3 separate regions of the Mus musculus genome follow, and all the other regions are linked to region 2. The links are chromatin contacts, called in public HiChIP or PLAC-seq maps. All regions are on one chromosome and are shown on one strand. Each heading gives the region's core, a stretch centred on a gene start, on an enhancer-like site or on the middle of the called end of the contact. The rest is flanking DNA. Distances are from core to core; before and after follow the strand shown.

Evidence for each region. HiChIP or PLAC-seq counts read pairs in DNA pulled down with a chosen protein or histone mark.
Region 1: a contact with region 2 is called in an H3K4me3 HiChIP or PLAC-seq map of the SCID.adh cell line, with 12 read pairs. The contact joins the enhancer-like site here to the promoter of Ecd in region 2. A contact is called at or near these places in 11 of 39 promoter capture datasets (the 3T3-L1 cell line, the C10 cell line, cranial neural crest and 5 more), 14 of 115 datasets of contacts at active chromatin or transcription factors (the SCID.adh cell line, embryonic stem cells, kidney and 4 more) and 3 of 9 other capture datasets (adipose tissue, embryonic stem cells and pancreatic islet).
Region 3: a contact with region 2 is called in an H3K27ac HiChIP or PLAC-seq map of embryonic stem cells, with 2.6 times the contacts expected there. The contact joins the enhancer-like site here to the promoter of Ecd in region 2. A contact is called at or near these places in 11 of 39 promoter capture datasets (3T3-L1-derived adipocytes, the C10 cell line, the HPC-7 cell line and 6 more), 1 of 484 Hi-C or Micro-C datasets (the Ba/F3 cell line), 7 of 115 datasets of contacts at active chromatin or transcription factors (the SCID.adh cell line, astrocytes, bone marrow-derived macrophages and 4 more) and 3 of 9 other capture datasets (adipose tissue, liver and pancreatic islet).

Annotation. Positions count from the first base shown.
Region 1 is chr14:20,112,234-20,116,737 of GRCm38.p6, forward strand. No RefSeq gene overlaps it. Among named protein-coding and RNA genes, the nearest start is that of Gm41104, 16 kb to the right of the region's middle. Within about 2 kb of position 1,963, at least 21 of the 459 cell types and tissues checked have an H3K27ac peak or open chromatin away from gene starts, as enhancers often do. A contact at or near this core is called in the SCID.adh cell line, where this site is marked.
Region 2 is chr14:20,345,229-20,349,475 of GRCm38.p6, forward strand. Ecd (ecdysoneless cell cycle regulator) reads right to left here and starts at 2,893. Exons shown (of 14, transcript NM_027475.3): 1 at 2,566-2,893; 2 at 1,383-1,593. The coding sequence starts at 1,587. It overlaps Fam149b (family with sequence similarity 149, member B), which reads left to right and starts at 2,934. Exons shown (of 14, transcript NM_001024512.2): 1 at 2,934-3,166. The coding sequence starts at 3,120.
Region 3 is chr14:20,573,718-20,578,033 of GRCm38.p6, forward strand. Usp54 (ubiquitin specific peptidase 54) reads right to left here. Exons shown (of 21, transcript NM_030180.2): 11 at 3,738-3,869; 12 at 3,218-3,595; 13 at 2,756-2,987; 14 at 51-184. Among named protein-coding and RNA genes, the nearest start is that of Ppp3cb, 29 kb to the left of the region's middle. Within about 2 kb of position 2,619, at least 8 of the 459 cell types and tissues checked have an H3K27ac peak or open chromatin away from gene starts, as enhancers often do. A contact at or near this core is called in bone marrow-derived macrophages and embryonic stem cells, where this site is marked.

The DNA.
Region 1 (4,504 bases), core at 713-3,212, 230 kb before region 2:
TACCGTGTTTTCCAATGGTCTTAGGTGACCCCTGGGGCGCAGACTGAGAACTTCTGCCTTAGAGTAAAGGAGAAGAGCCTGACAGGAAAATGGCTCTGTAGCGAACACTTCCTGTTAGCCTTAGCCTGTAATTTATTAGTAATGCCACAAGGTGGCAATGTTGCAAATTAATGGGTTCCAAAGTCAAACCAAATTTTCCACTAAACTTTTTCAATAACTCAGTTGTAATTGCATAGAACCAAATGCTTTCCAAGTGCCTGCTTCTGGTCTAGATTCTGGGGATATGAATTTAAAGAAGGCTGTGGATATTTGCTTTCCAGTCCTTTTCTTCCTTCAGCAAAAAAAAAAAAAAAAAAAAAAAAAAAAAAAGCCATCAAGAGGCTGAGTTTTCATTCCTTTAACTCTCAACTGCTCTGTTCTACAGAGACAGGTAATGAGCACAGGTAATTTTAATTCCCTAAGACCTGTGTGAGCTATGCCAGTGTTTTCCCTAGGTCTTTTGAACTCTTAGATAATCCTAGTCTCTTTTCTCATGTTCATCAGAATAAGATAGGCACCAAGGAGAGAAAACCATCTTTCCATAAGAGTTAGAATCCCTGAATGTTCCATGCTTCCCTTACAGAGCCTGAATAAACACATCACACACACACACACACACTATATCTCTGCATCTGTCTCTCTCTTGTGCACATACACTCTGTGTGTGTGCCTCTCTCTTGTACATACACACACTATATATCTGTGTCTCTGTCTCTCTCTTGTGCACACACTCTTTCTCTCTCTCTCTCTCTCACACACACACACACACACACACACACACACACACACACCTCTTCAGGTTGTTGGCAAATAAAGACTTCATACATGAAGAATTTAGGCCTAGGACTTAAAAGAAGTCACGCATATCTCTTCTCTGATTTCCCAGGTTCTAGTGACCTGGTTCTTAGCCTTGTCAATTATGTATTGCTCTGGATACTGGTGAACGTGGACTGTCCTGAAGGACATGTGATCTGTGTACCCACAGCAAGGGCATCCATGGTAAAAATCCCCAGTGATTAACAGGAACCACTCCAGTGAGCCAGATGTGAACACTCAGGATGGAGATGGGGAGGACACGCTCAGCAGAAGGAATGGGTGGCTGCACATCATGGGAGGAAGCTTCGAGGCCTCGTGAGGGAGTGTGTACTCCCAGTGTGACCCTAAAGGATGTGTTACAAAGGCAAAGGAAATGCAGAGGGGGCACAGATAGGGAGGAACCTGACTTAAGGGCCCTTGTGTGCTGAACAAAACATTTGAACTTGGCTGTGTAGCCAGACAGAAGCCAGCAATGGTTCCAGGGAAGAAGAGTCCACCAAGAAAGATCCAGAAAGGGCAGGATGGGTTAGCAAGGATCTGTTAGGACCTGACAGGACCAGCCAAGGCCAGCAGGAACACCTACTCAGGAGAAGGGTGTTAGCGGTTAACATGCACTCTGCCCTGTTGATAAACAGGATGAGGTAGGCTGGGGTCACAGGGTCAGTGGGAGAATGAGCTAATGGAATCCAAGGGCTGCTGTGGTTCTCTCCACTCCACCATATCCTCTCACCCACTCTCCTTTCTCTGAATGTCTCCCTCAAACTTCTTAGCTCTGCTTTCCCCGGATGCAGCCTTTCAGCCCCACCCCAGTCTGTTCCCTTGGGTAAGGGTATTCCCACCAGGGTGCATACAACGGGAGCTCTGGGATTTCTCAGGGCAGCACACCTGGAAAGCTGGTAGGACAAGATGGAGAAGCTCAGAGAGGGTGTATGCAACATAGCCAGGACACACAGCTTATCAGAGGCCACAGTGTTCAAACCCTACTCTCTAGATCACAAGTGGATAACCAAGTCAGGGACAGAAATATCCCAAGTTCTCCAGTTCTGGCCCCAGCTATAGTACCAACCCAGGGAGGGGCAGGAACCTGTGCTTCGCAGAGGATGTGACCACAAGGGGGCAGTGGCGCCCCGTGATGATATACCGCTGCCTGGCTTGAGGTCTATTTAAGTGATCTTGGAGACTCAGCTTCAGGGAAAATTTCCTAGAGCTCCCAACCTCCAAGGTCCCTTCCCAGTCTCATAGGCGCCTCAGCCTTTGACACATGACTGACGCAATGTAGTCTTTCCTTAGTTTCCCGAACTAGGCTTGATTACTGGAGGAGTAGCCCATGGCCCTCAAATATCACATTTAGCACATTTAGCACAACTCAAAATCTCTGGTTCCCGCCCCTCCCTCCATTCACCTGGACCATGCTCTCTCTGTTCCCGGGCACTGCGAGCACGGAGAGCCTCCCATCCACCACTGTCCCATCCTGGGAGCTTAAAATCTAAAGCAGAAGAGAACAGGCCCTGTGAGGTTGCTCACTGGGCTCCAGGGAACATCAAGAACCTTCGAGAGGACAAACTGGGCACCAGTCCTCTCTCCTCTTTAGAGCACATCCCCACGCTCAGATGCTAGCAGTTTCTTCCTCTCCCCCTTTTCCTCTCCCCGCTCCACTTTTTCTCCCCGCTCCTGCCCTCCCCTTCCTTCTTTGAAAACGGTCTTTGCTCTATAGCCTAGAACTAACTGTGTAGACCAGGCTGCCCTTGAACTTTTAATGGCCGATCTGCTTCAGCTTCTCCACGTACTGGGGCTACAAGACTTCTTCACCTTGCCTGATTATTTTGAGCTATTTTAGGTTTCCTTTGAAGATAGCACACGGTGGATGACGCAGGGGAATCTTGAGCTCAAGGCCAACCTGGGCTACACAGAGAGGCATTGTCTTGGGAAAGACAAACCTCTTTGAAGAAAGAGCTCCGCTGCTTGGGAATGGGGGCAATCTTTGAACTACTCCTATCGTGGGTGAAAATCTGAGACCAATGTCGGAGATTTGCCTGGCTACACACTTCGGGGTTTCCTGAGCTCCCCACGTGACCCTCCTTGGGTGTGAGAAGTCAGTGAGAGATGAGTAGAAAAAAAAAACATGTAGCTGTTGAAAGCATAGCAGCAGAGAGGCTGGGGAGATGGCTCAGTTGGTAAAGCTATTATGTTTCATTTCTAAGGCTATGCACAAAATAGCTTAGCTCAGTGGTACAGGCTTGTAATCCCAACACTGGGAAGGTAAAGATGGCCTAGCCTAGTTGGTGCCCTCCTGGCTCCAAAACCAAGCAGAGTGAGCAGTTCCTGAGATTGTCCCTTACATCCCTAAAGGGAAAGATAACTGGGAAAGAATGGGCTGCTCCCTGAGGACTCGCAGAATTCAAGTTTATCCCTGGGCTCAACTTTACACTTCAGGGCAAAACATCGGGACTATTCCCCAGGCATTGGCAGGGATGCTGCAGAAAACATGGGAAAGAGGGCTCATCACACACCCGTGGAAGGGATGTACTCTGAGTGCTACGGCTTAAATAGGCCTCATTCCCAGGAGGGGCAGATCCTTAGAGAGCCCCAGTCTGTGGGAGACATGACCCGTCATTGGGGACCTCTGTTCAAAGGGCAGGGCAGACAGTTTGGGGCAAAGAAGATAGATGTCTTATTTCTGTGGGTCTCTGCAGGGTGCCCTGCTGTGTCCTTAACCTTGCCCTCTGCCTTTCTGTCTCAGTCTGTCTGTCTGTCTTGTCCTCCCAAGCATATGCACTGACAGAAATGGAAACATCTACACATCCACACCCAAAAGTCTCTCTTTTGTTTTTCCGTCCTTTCCCTTCCTAGGGATTACAAGTCAGACCTCACACACACCAAGCTGCCTCCCCAGATCCCTTTTCTTCATTTTCCATTTTGAAACAGGGTGTTGATCTTGGACCTTCAAACCCTCCTGTCCGGGCTTCCCAGGTGCTGGGATCACTGGTGGATGTCACCAGGCCTGGCTAAAAGAAAAGCATCTATGTGTCGATGATGCACTAATATCTTAGTCTTAATTAGTGCCAAAGGGCGCAGACTCCCAGTTCCAAGAACTCTGGAGAGCCTGACTTGGCAGTAAATCAGAGTCGGTAAAGCCTTGAACTCATATTGCTGAGGGTGAGGCTCCAGTCCTTAATTGAACTCAGGGGCTTTGAACTGAAGTGCACCCTCTCTGCCTCTGGGAGCTGGCAACCCTCAGGAACTGGTTCTGGTCTATAGTCTGGTCTGCAGAAAGAGGGATGGCGTGCAAGCTCCGCCTTGCAGTCATTTCCTCCCGGACTCACAGGCTCTGATTCTTGGCCTGGCTGCTAAGGAAAACAAGGCTAGAAGGGAGCATGCGTGTAGGCTGCAGACACTGGAGGGACCCGTGACGGTGACTTAGGAGAACCAGAGCTGACCAGCCGGATGTCTAACCACCCACAGGGAGGCTAGACTGAGAAGCAGGGAGCAGGGAGAGCTAGGTGTCATTCAGGAATTTGCAAATCGCCCTTGGCTGGCCCTCTGTGCAGGGGAGGTCAAGAGCCTGAGCATGGAGGCTGGAGAGATGGCTCAATGGTTAAGAGCACTGGCTGCTCTTCCAGAGTACAGGGGTTCAGTTCCCAGCAACAAC
Region 2 (4,247 bases), core at 1,643-4,142:
GAGAAATGCACTCCAAGGCACCACAGCAACCATGGCAAAAACCAAGCCAAAGAAACAGAGAACCAAAAGATGTGAGAGGAACAACCTCTCAACTTAGCTGCTTCACCAAATCCCCTATCTCTCCAGCTAGAGGAGCTCAGAGCAGAGTACGATTTTCATTTGCATTATATATCAGACTTCAACTGAAACCTCCCCCGCAGCCACAGGAAGCGAGTGGCACAGTCTAATCTGTGCTGTACCAAGGCACCTGCCAATGGTGTGTGGAGCTCAGGGAAGTTCAGAAGCTGGAGTCTCCCACACTGAGACCAAGCCCCTAGTATCTGGAGGTGCTGACACTAGGTCTTCCTGCTCTGTCCCTCACGGCACATAGCAAAGCAAGGACTGTAAATTTGAAATACTAATCATCTTGGGTAACATTCAGCAATGCCATCACATAGTGGAAAATTCAGGGTAAGCCTGGCTTTCTAAAAGATAATAGGTTGTTTTTGTTTGGAAACTGACTCTCACTCTGTGACCCGGGCTGGCCTCAAACTGGTGATTCTCCTGCCTTAGGCCGGAGTGCTAAGATGACAGGTGTGTGCCACCATACCTGTCTAATGGGCTCGTTTTATATGTGGCACATTAATTTGCTCATCTCCCTGTCAATAAACATTGCCTGTATCTAGAAAATAAAATTAGGGTTGGGGAAGTAGCTCAGTGGCAGACCAGTTGCTTAGCAACGCACAAGGCCCCAGGTTCAATGCCCAGTGGTGGAAAAAAGTTCAGTGACAGTAATACCACAGGAGAAACCGAGCGGCTGCTAGCCAAATCTAACACATTAGCACTGAAGTGTGAACAGGAATGGCGGGATCCAAAGATCCAAGGCTCCCGATCCTCAACAGTCACTCTGAGTCACTGAGTAAATACAGCCTGGCTGCACTCATTCATTTTCATAACGTTAGAAGACATGACAGAACAGATGACTGTATTTTGCTAGAGTTGGACGTAAGCACTGGTGACAGCAGTAAAGGACACCGGAAATGCTTCTGGGTGGCAACGGACAGTAACAAAACCCATTTAGTTGTTTTTATTGGCCAGACAAAGTCACTCTTGGATTCTCAGGAAAACAGCTACATGAAACAAAGCAACCTCCCACAGGCATCATGGAGATAAGTCCTGCGCAGAGAAAAAGAACTGTGACTAAGTCCCAAGCCTGGGCCTTCGCAGCACCAGCACTCACACTTAGGCACAGTGAGAGAGTCCATACCACAGCCACAGTCCCCGCATCCCTAGCCATAAAGATATTCTATAGAGTTAAAGTTAGGGGCTTGGCTATATGTGGGCAGACGTCAGTGGCTTTTAAGGTTATGGAACAAGTCTCTCAGAAGGAAGGCTTACTTTACCTTTTGCAGGCTTGTATTTGAGATTGAAAGGCTGATTCTGCCAGATATAAGGGACCAGTATGGGTGCGAACTGGGTCATTATCCGTTCAATGTACTTCTGAAGAATCTCTCTGTGCTCTTCTGTGCCTCTGGCTTTATCTGGTATCAGGAAGAGATGGTACTCCACAGCATCCTCTACCATTGCGAGCTTTCCACTGCCCTCCATTCTTCTCTAAAAATGGCCATCAAAGTTCAAGGGACATAAGCCACACAAAAGGAGAAATAACAGCATTCTCAGAATTCTTCTAGGTGACTACATTATTTCCCCCAAATTTGATACACACCTACCATCATGGTTCCGGCCTTTACCAGACACCACTTGATTTATCCTCTGAATAACAGACTTAAAACTATCTTCCTTAAAATTAAATTATGTGAACTGGAAACCTTGATATTATGGAGTAAATGAAAGTCCAACAACTCACTTCCCAAACCAAAGAAGTATGTGAGGATAAAAGTTAAAAATAGCTAGGTGTGCCTATGGTCTCAGCTGAGAGATCAAGGCAAAAGGATCACCTGGGTCCAGGATTTTGAGGCTAGGCTAGGTAACATAAGACGATCCTTTCTCACAAATAAATAAATGTTTGCCCTTCAGTCGGCAGCAGTGTGTGTAACACAGTTTGAAAACATTCCATTACTATCCATTATTCTCTCACACCTTCCAACCGTGCTTCAGTCGGTGGCATACTTTGGGCACTTTACTTTCTTGAGCTTTCTACTTAGTCGTGAAATGAAAGTGTTAGTCTGCCGTCTCTAAAACACCTTCCTTTAAAATTGTGTTACTAGGTGCGTTAAAAAGCAATGCCCCTTGCTCTACAGGGCTTCTATAGAAGATTTAAAAGTGCCAACACTTGCGTGTCGGAGTTTCGTCCCAAAATAATTGGTCATGGTTCCGGATGCCCACCTAACGCAGCAATTTAATTCCTAAGCTTACTTGGCTTTGCAATGAACCAATAAGGAACCTGCACCTTCTATGCAACTACCCACTCACCACTGTAAATTAGAATCGTGCTGCCTCTCACCCTGGCGGATCAAGGAAAAACTCTACCCACCCTCACCCTAAATCCAAGCAGGGCTCTTTATGTAGAATTTACAGAGTCAGAATTGGACTTGAGATCATGGGAATTAATGAAAAATGACATACCCGAGAGTACAGAAGAGGAGCCACCAGGAGCACTGTCCTGGCGCGGTATAGTGCTCCTTCACCAAACTAGACGCTCTTCTTCCACCTGACAAAAGTAAAGCGATCCCTTTCAATAGCTCTCTCGTGCGCCTCTGCTCTGGCACCTTTCCTTGGCTGCCTCTTCCAGCAGGACACTTGGTCAGAGGCGACCACCAACCGCCCAATCCCGGCCCATGCTGGGTCCTCGCGTTCGCTTGGGCCCTGATCCACGCCTGAACGCCTGCAAGTCGTGAGGCTCGGAACCCTGAGTATAGTCTCTAGTGCGCATCGGAGCCAATTTCCGAAAGACGCTGTACCTTCGTCACTTCCGCTCATGAGAGGAAGGAGGCAGGTCGGAAGACTATAGAGTGGGAACTCTGGGAGGTGGCGGTCCGGAATCTAAGCGACGGGGCGAGACGGGGCGAGACGGGGCCGGTAGGTGGCAGGAGGGGGCCGGGCCGGAGCCGGCGGGAGGGCCAGGCCCCGAGGCCCCCGCCCTGGCTTGCCCGCCCTGGCCGCAGAGGAGAAAAAGGAGGATGATCTCCAGATACACTCGGAAGGCCGTGCCGCAGAGCGTGGAGCTGTGAGTGGATTGCTCTGCTCGCCCAGCTTGGGCCGCCGGAGCTCAAGGGACCTTATAAGGCCCGTCCTCTCCTTTCCCGTCCCAGACATAGGGAGGGAAAATACTATCCCGGATTCTCACCTCCCAGCCCTGGTGGAAGCTGCCTTTTGTCTTTGGGTCACCAGCTTAGGGTGTGCCTTTGGGACTGTTAGGTCCTGAATTGAGGGAGTGCTGCATCCGTTGTTCCCACAGTGCTTTTGACCCCACTGAAGATAATAGCTTAAATGCTACAATAACGTTGAACGTGTCTAGTTCAGAACACCATGCAAAGCTGTTTGCTTGAATGCAATAGCGAAATCAGGTTGAGACCAACTTTGCACATCCTACAAATAAAGATCACAGGTCTAAAGGTTGTATCTAGAAGGTGGTGCAGCTCAGACGTACAAACCAAGGGTCAATCCGATTGTAAAGCCTGTTGTCAAGCAATTCACACATTGCCGTCACACCCCCTGCAAATAATGCTAAAAAGCAAGCACTTTGGTAGTTTAAAAACCTGCTTTGTACCCTTAGTAAAGTGTAACATAGAGCCTTATATCTACTGACTGGTACTTTGCAATTTCAAAAGAACCTGCAGTTTCTTGGTCCTTTCAGCAGTTCTGAAAGATTGCTGTAACTAGCTTCTGTTGCTCAGATAAAATTAGAAAGCTTCCACATCTGAACCCAATAGGGCCTGAACGTTTAAACCAAGTCCCATTGGTCCTCCTCATTGAAGTAAGCAATTTCAACAGCCATACACTTATTATGCATTCCAATAACATTCATTTAAAGTCACACCTGAGATTTTTAGATGGATACTTTTCTTGCCACTTAGCTTTTAGGAAATTTAACTAGATCTGGGCCTTCCTGTCTATGTATACAACTAAGATGTACAAGTATACCTAAAATGATGACGTAGGGCTGGTACATAATAGATCCTCAATAAGTGATAGCACTACTTTCTTCTTCCCGCCTTTACTTGGTAAAAGAGCCATACAAAGAAGAGAACCTCTCCTTGCTTTTCAGAAGCATGTTATCTATTAAGGAATATGTTATTTGCACAACA
Region 3 (4,316 bases), core at 1,369-3,868, 230 kb after region 2:
ATTCCCAAATAGAACTGGTGATCAAATCCAGTTCCCCAAATCCTGTTTACCTGAGAGAGGTTGAGTCTTTGTCCAGCTGGTCATGGGTGCTGTACAGTCTACCTCCAGGATGCTACTGCTGTGAGACTTTGGAATATGACGCCAAGAAGGGACAAACCCAACAGGCCTCTTTGTGCTTTGATCCCTTCAAAAGAGAATCCAAAGTATAAAAAGTTTTAAACAGTGGCTTCTAACAACATTTCTAAGACTAAAATTCAAAACAGAAAACAAACATTATAAAAGCTTGGGAACCAAGGGTCATGGATCAAAACATAATGCATATACTCCTGAGGCTGAGGCAGGGAACTCAGCCTAGGGTTACCAGGCTTAAGCAATAAGAATTCCTCTCAGAATGGGGAGGGAGGGAGGGAGGGAGGCAGCTTCTGTAATATACATTGTACTGATCAGTAAATTCTCTATTTATGCTTGTTAAAGACTCTGGGGAGGAATATGGTGGAGAATGTCTTTAATCCCAGAATGCAGGTAGATCTTTGTGAGTTCAAGGCCAGCCTGGTCTATAAAGTGAGTTCCAGGCCAACTAAGACTATACAGAAAAATGATGTCTCAAAAAAGGAAAAGAAAAAGAAAGAGAAGAAGAAGAAGAAGGAGAAGGAGAAGGAGAAGGAGAAGGAGAAGAACAAGAACAAGAACAAGAACAAGAACAAGAACAAGAACAAGAACAAGAACAAGAACAAGAACAAGAGGAGAGAAGAGGGAACACTGTGAGGGTGAGGAGGCCTGGCTGGTCTCCCTGAAACTCCCTGTCCTAGGCAGACAGGTTCACAAACTCTAGCAAAAAGAAAAACAGCAAGCTTCTAAGAGAGTTAAAAACACTGTGTCCTTTGACTGGTAAGATGGCTCAGTAGGTAAAAGGTGCTTGCTTCATGGCCTGGTGACCTGATATCAAACCAAGAAACTCAAGTGATGGGAGAAACCAACTTACACAAATTCTCCTCTGATACCCCCCCGCCCCCCCCCACACATAAAATGTTTAAAACATAATTTAACTAAAACCAAACAAACCAAAATAAAACACTGTATCCTTAAAAACTAGTAAGTAGCAGCCTATCTCCAACCAAAGCTATTATTGTTTACACCACAATGTACAAATGCCTCCAATAGGAATGGGAATTAGAAGGCCATCCACAGGAAGGACAGAAGAGAACCTCTATGTGGACTCTCTCAGAGGCAGCTACCGTTGGCTGCACAGCTTCTCCAGCCAACTTCTGCTGGAGGATTGTAAGCCCCAATTTGATGGTGTTATTTATTTGCCATCATTTGCTCTTTTACTTAGAAGCCTCAGCCAAGGAATACTCAGCTCAGCTCAGCTCAGCTCAGCTCAGGGTTCTCGATCAGGACTTCACACTGGCTGCTTCAGGAGGCCTCCCCTGCCAATCTCTGCTGAATGTCTGTGACTCCAGATTGATGATGGGACCTTCTGCTCGTGTTCTCAACTGAGGTCCTCCAGTCATCTCTGAATGTTTTCATACATAAGATTTTATTATGTCTTACTGCATATTTGCTGCCCACTGTTCATTCTCTTATCTTTTGCTTGCTTATTTAATAAACTCACTCATTCTGCTACAGCTACTTTTTAAAATCTTACTTCCTTGACATCTGGTACATCTAATAGTATCTGGGATCTAGTAAACATTCAAAATCTATGCCATGAATTGATGAACATATTCTCATATGTATTATCTTCCTCTTTGTTACTGAGGTCTTTTATTTTGAAGGACAAGACTGGGAATCTTACCATGCTGGACAAGGACTCTACCCACTGAGCTATATAGAAGCCCAACTTATTAAACCTTTGCAACATTTTCTCATGTATAAAACTGAACAGGGTCCAGTAGGCAGGCAAGAACAGTGCAGAAGAATAGCAGATGACAACATCCCGGTAGAAGATATAATCACTCTTTCCTAAACAGCTAGAAGGTTAAGAACACGGCTTCCACGGCAACTCATAAAAACAATGCATTGGGAGGAAACTGCAGCCTTTAAGCAGGGCACAGTGAGCTCTACTGAACTGCCATCATTACCTTGTAAGATCAGGGTTATCAGTGCTTTCATAATCTGTTTCCCAGAAACCCAAAACCAAGGCAGAAAAAGTTACAAGTTAGATGTCTTCTCTGGTTTTAATTCACTAACTCATTCTTTTACTGAAAAACATTTTCTAAACAATTACTTTTAATTTATGTATATGTGTGTGCTACCTAACCTGGGTTCTGAGATCCAAATTTGAATCCTTTGCGAAAGCAACAAGTGCTTTTAACTCCTAAGTAATCTCTTCAGCACCTCCTAAACTATTTTTAAAATACAAATGTAATACTGTAAATATTCACATGTGTATGGCAGGGCACTCCTGTCATCTCAGCATCCGGAAATGAGGCAAAAGAGTCAGCTTAAGTTTAAGGTCAATCTGGGCTACAGAACGAATTCAAGACCACCCCTGCAAGCATTCTCTGTATGACTCCCACTTTATCGTGTTATGTTTTAAGTATGTACTAAACTACTCTTACTGCACAGCTAATGCTTGAAATAAAAAGCCACTGCCTTTATTCCAGCTCCCAAAAGAGGGCGCTGATGCTCCAGGAAAACTGGTAGAGAATCTGGTCAGTGCTAAAACCTATCTCTTCACTTCCCTACCCATAGCTGAAAGCTGCAAACTCACATTGCTTCAAAGAACTATTGCTATTAAAAGGCCAGACAATACCTGTAGACATTCACGCTGTCAGGCGGGGCAGCATCCAAACTGACAGGGCTGCTGCTGTTCCTCTCACTGCTCTCATAGCCAGATTCCATCCGCTGGATTAGGCGAGGATGCTGCTCTAAAAGATGAGAGCCTGGCCGAGCTGTTCCCCAGAGTTTATGCTGTGACCTTGATCCGCCATCTTTAATGTCATTAGCAGTTGGCTTGCTTACTTCATCCGGTGTAAATTCTTTAGCTGCCCCAATCAAAGGACAAGTGTAGAAAATGAAGTAGATTTAGTGTTTGCCTAAATTAAAATCTAACTAAACCCTCCCTCTAGACATTACTCATTGGAGTTATATCTTTAAAAAAACATGACATCAGAGGAAAAATGTTCCTTGCCAGCTATACTAAAAAACGCAAGATTTTTAAACACGTAAGTCAATTGTATTTGAAAGCCCACTTGTTCAACTATTCTATGCTCACCTGCATCTTCAGGAAAGGTCCTAAGCTGGGTGTAGCCACAATGCTTCCTTCTGTCCTTACTAAAAATGCTGTCAATATTTAGAGATTCTCGTTTAGGTCTCCATGTTGGGCGGTACTTGCTGGAAGAACTGGATTTTGCCTCACTACTGGTACTCTCCGTTTCCCAGCCCCGAGCCTGTAAAGGGAAGTTCCTTGGTGGTATCTTGTCTAGCTGGTCTCCTGCCCTACCTACACAGGGAGATCCTGCACTGGTCTGAGAAGCCAGGGAAGGCCTGCTGTGGATCATGTTGCTGACTGTCTCTTTGAAATCCTTTAGCCTGCTGCTGCTGCTGGATTTAGAGGCATTCCTAGGAGCCTGCTTCTCTTTCAGTGTTTCTCCTAAAAATCAAGAGAGAATAAAAGAAATGAAGGTGTTTATTATTTTAATTACAAATGTCCTCATCCTAGAGAAAGTAAGGAAAATCCACTTGGCAAGAAAACCACAAGTTGAATGGAGGAAATAGGAGTGCAAATGGCTTGCCTTCGCTGTGGTACCCTGAGGCCTGTGGCTCATCGCCTTTTCTCCGAACACGGCCACTGCTCCTCCTGCGCTCCACCAGGGACCCTTTCTTCGATGTGTGTTTCTGATTACATTCACTATCAGTCAGGTGTCCTGAAAGAACAAGGAAATGGGAGTAAGCTGCTTTCTGCAACTAACCCCTACCCTCCTGAGTTGAGAATCCAGTCTCCCTTTGGGACTAATAATAATGCCACAAACTTATTATATACATGGATCAGAAACTGTAGGGGTCAGAACCATCCAACCTAAGTGTTAGACTCCCAGGGAGTTAGTGGAGCCTTCCAAATCTATACCATATCCTGAACAACCATCAGACTCAAACCACACTCATCGTATTTCCCAACTGACCTATGAACTAAAGCGGCTGATTAATGACTTCTCTGTGTTTCTGTGGTACTGAGGAACCCATCCCTTGCAAAAACAAGCAGGCACTGAGCTCCATCTCGAGAGCTGGGTAATATTTAAAGGCAAAAGAAACAAACTTTTAAAAATTAATCTAAAATTGTCATAAACCCATATTTTTCATTCTTTCATCCATTT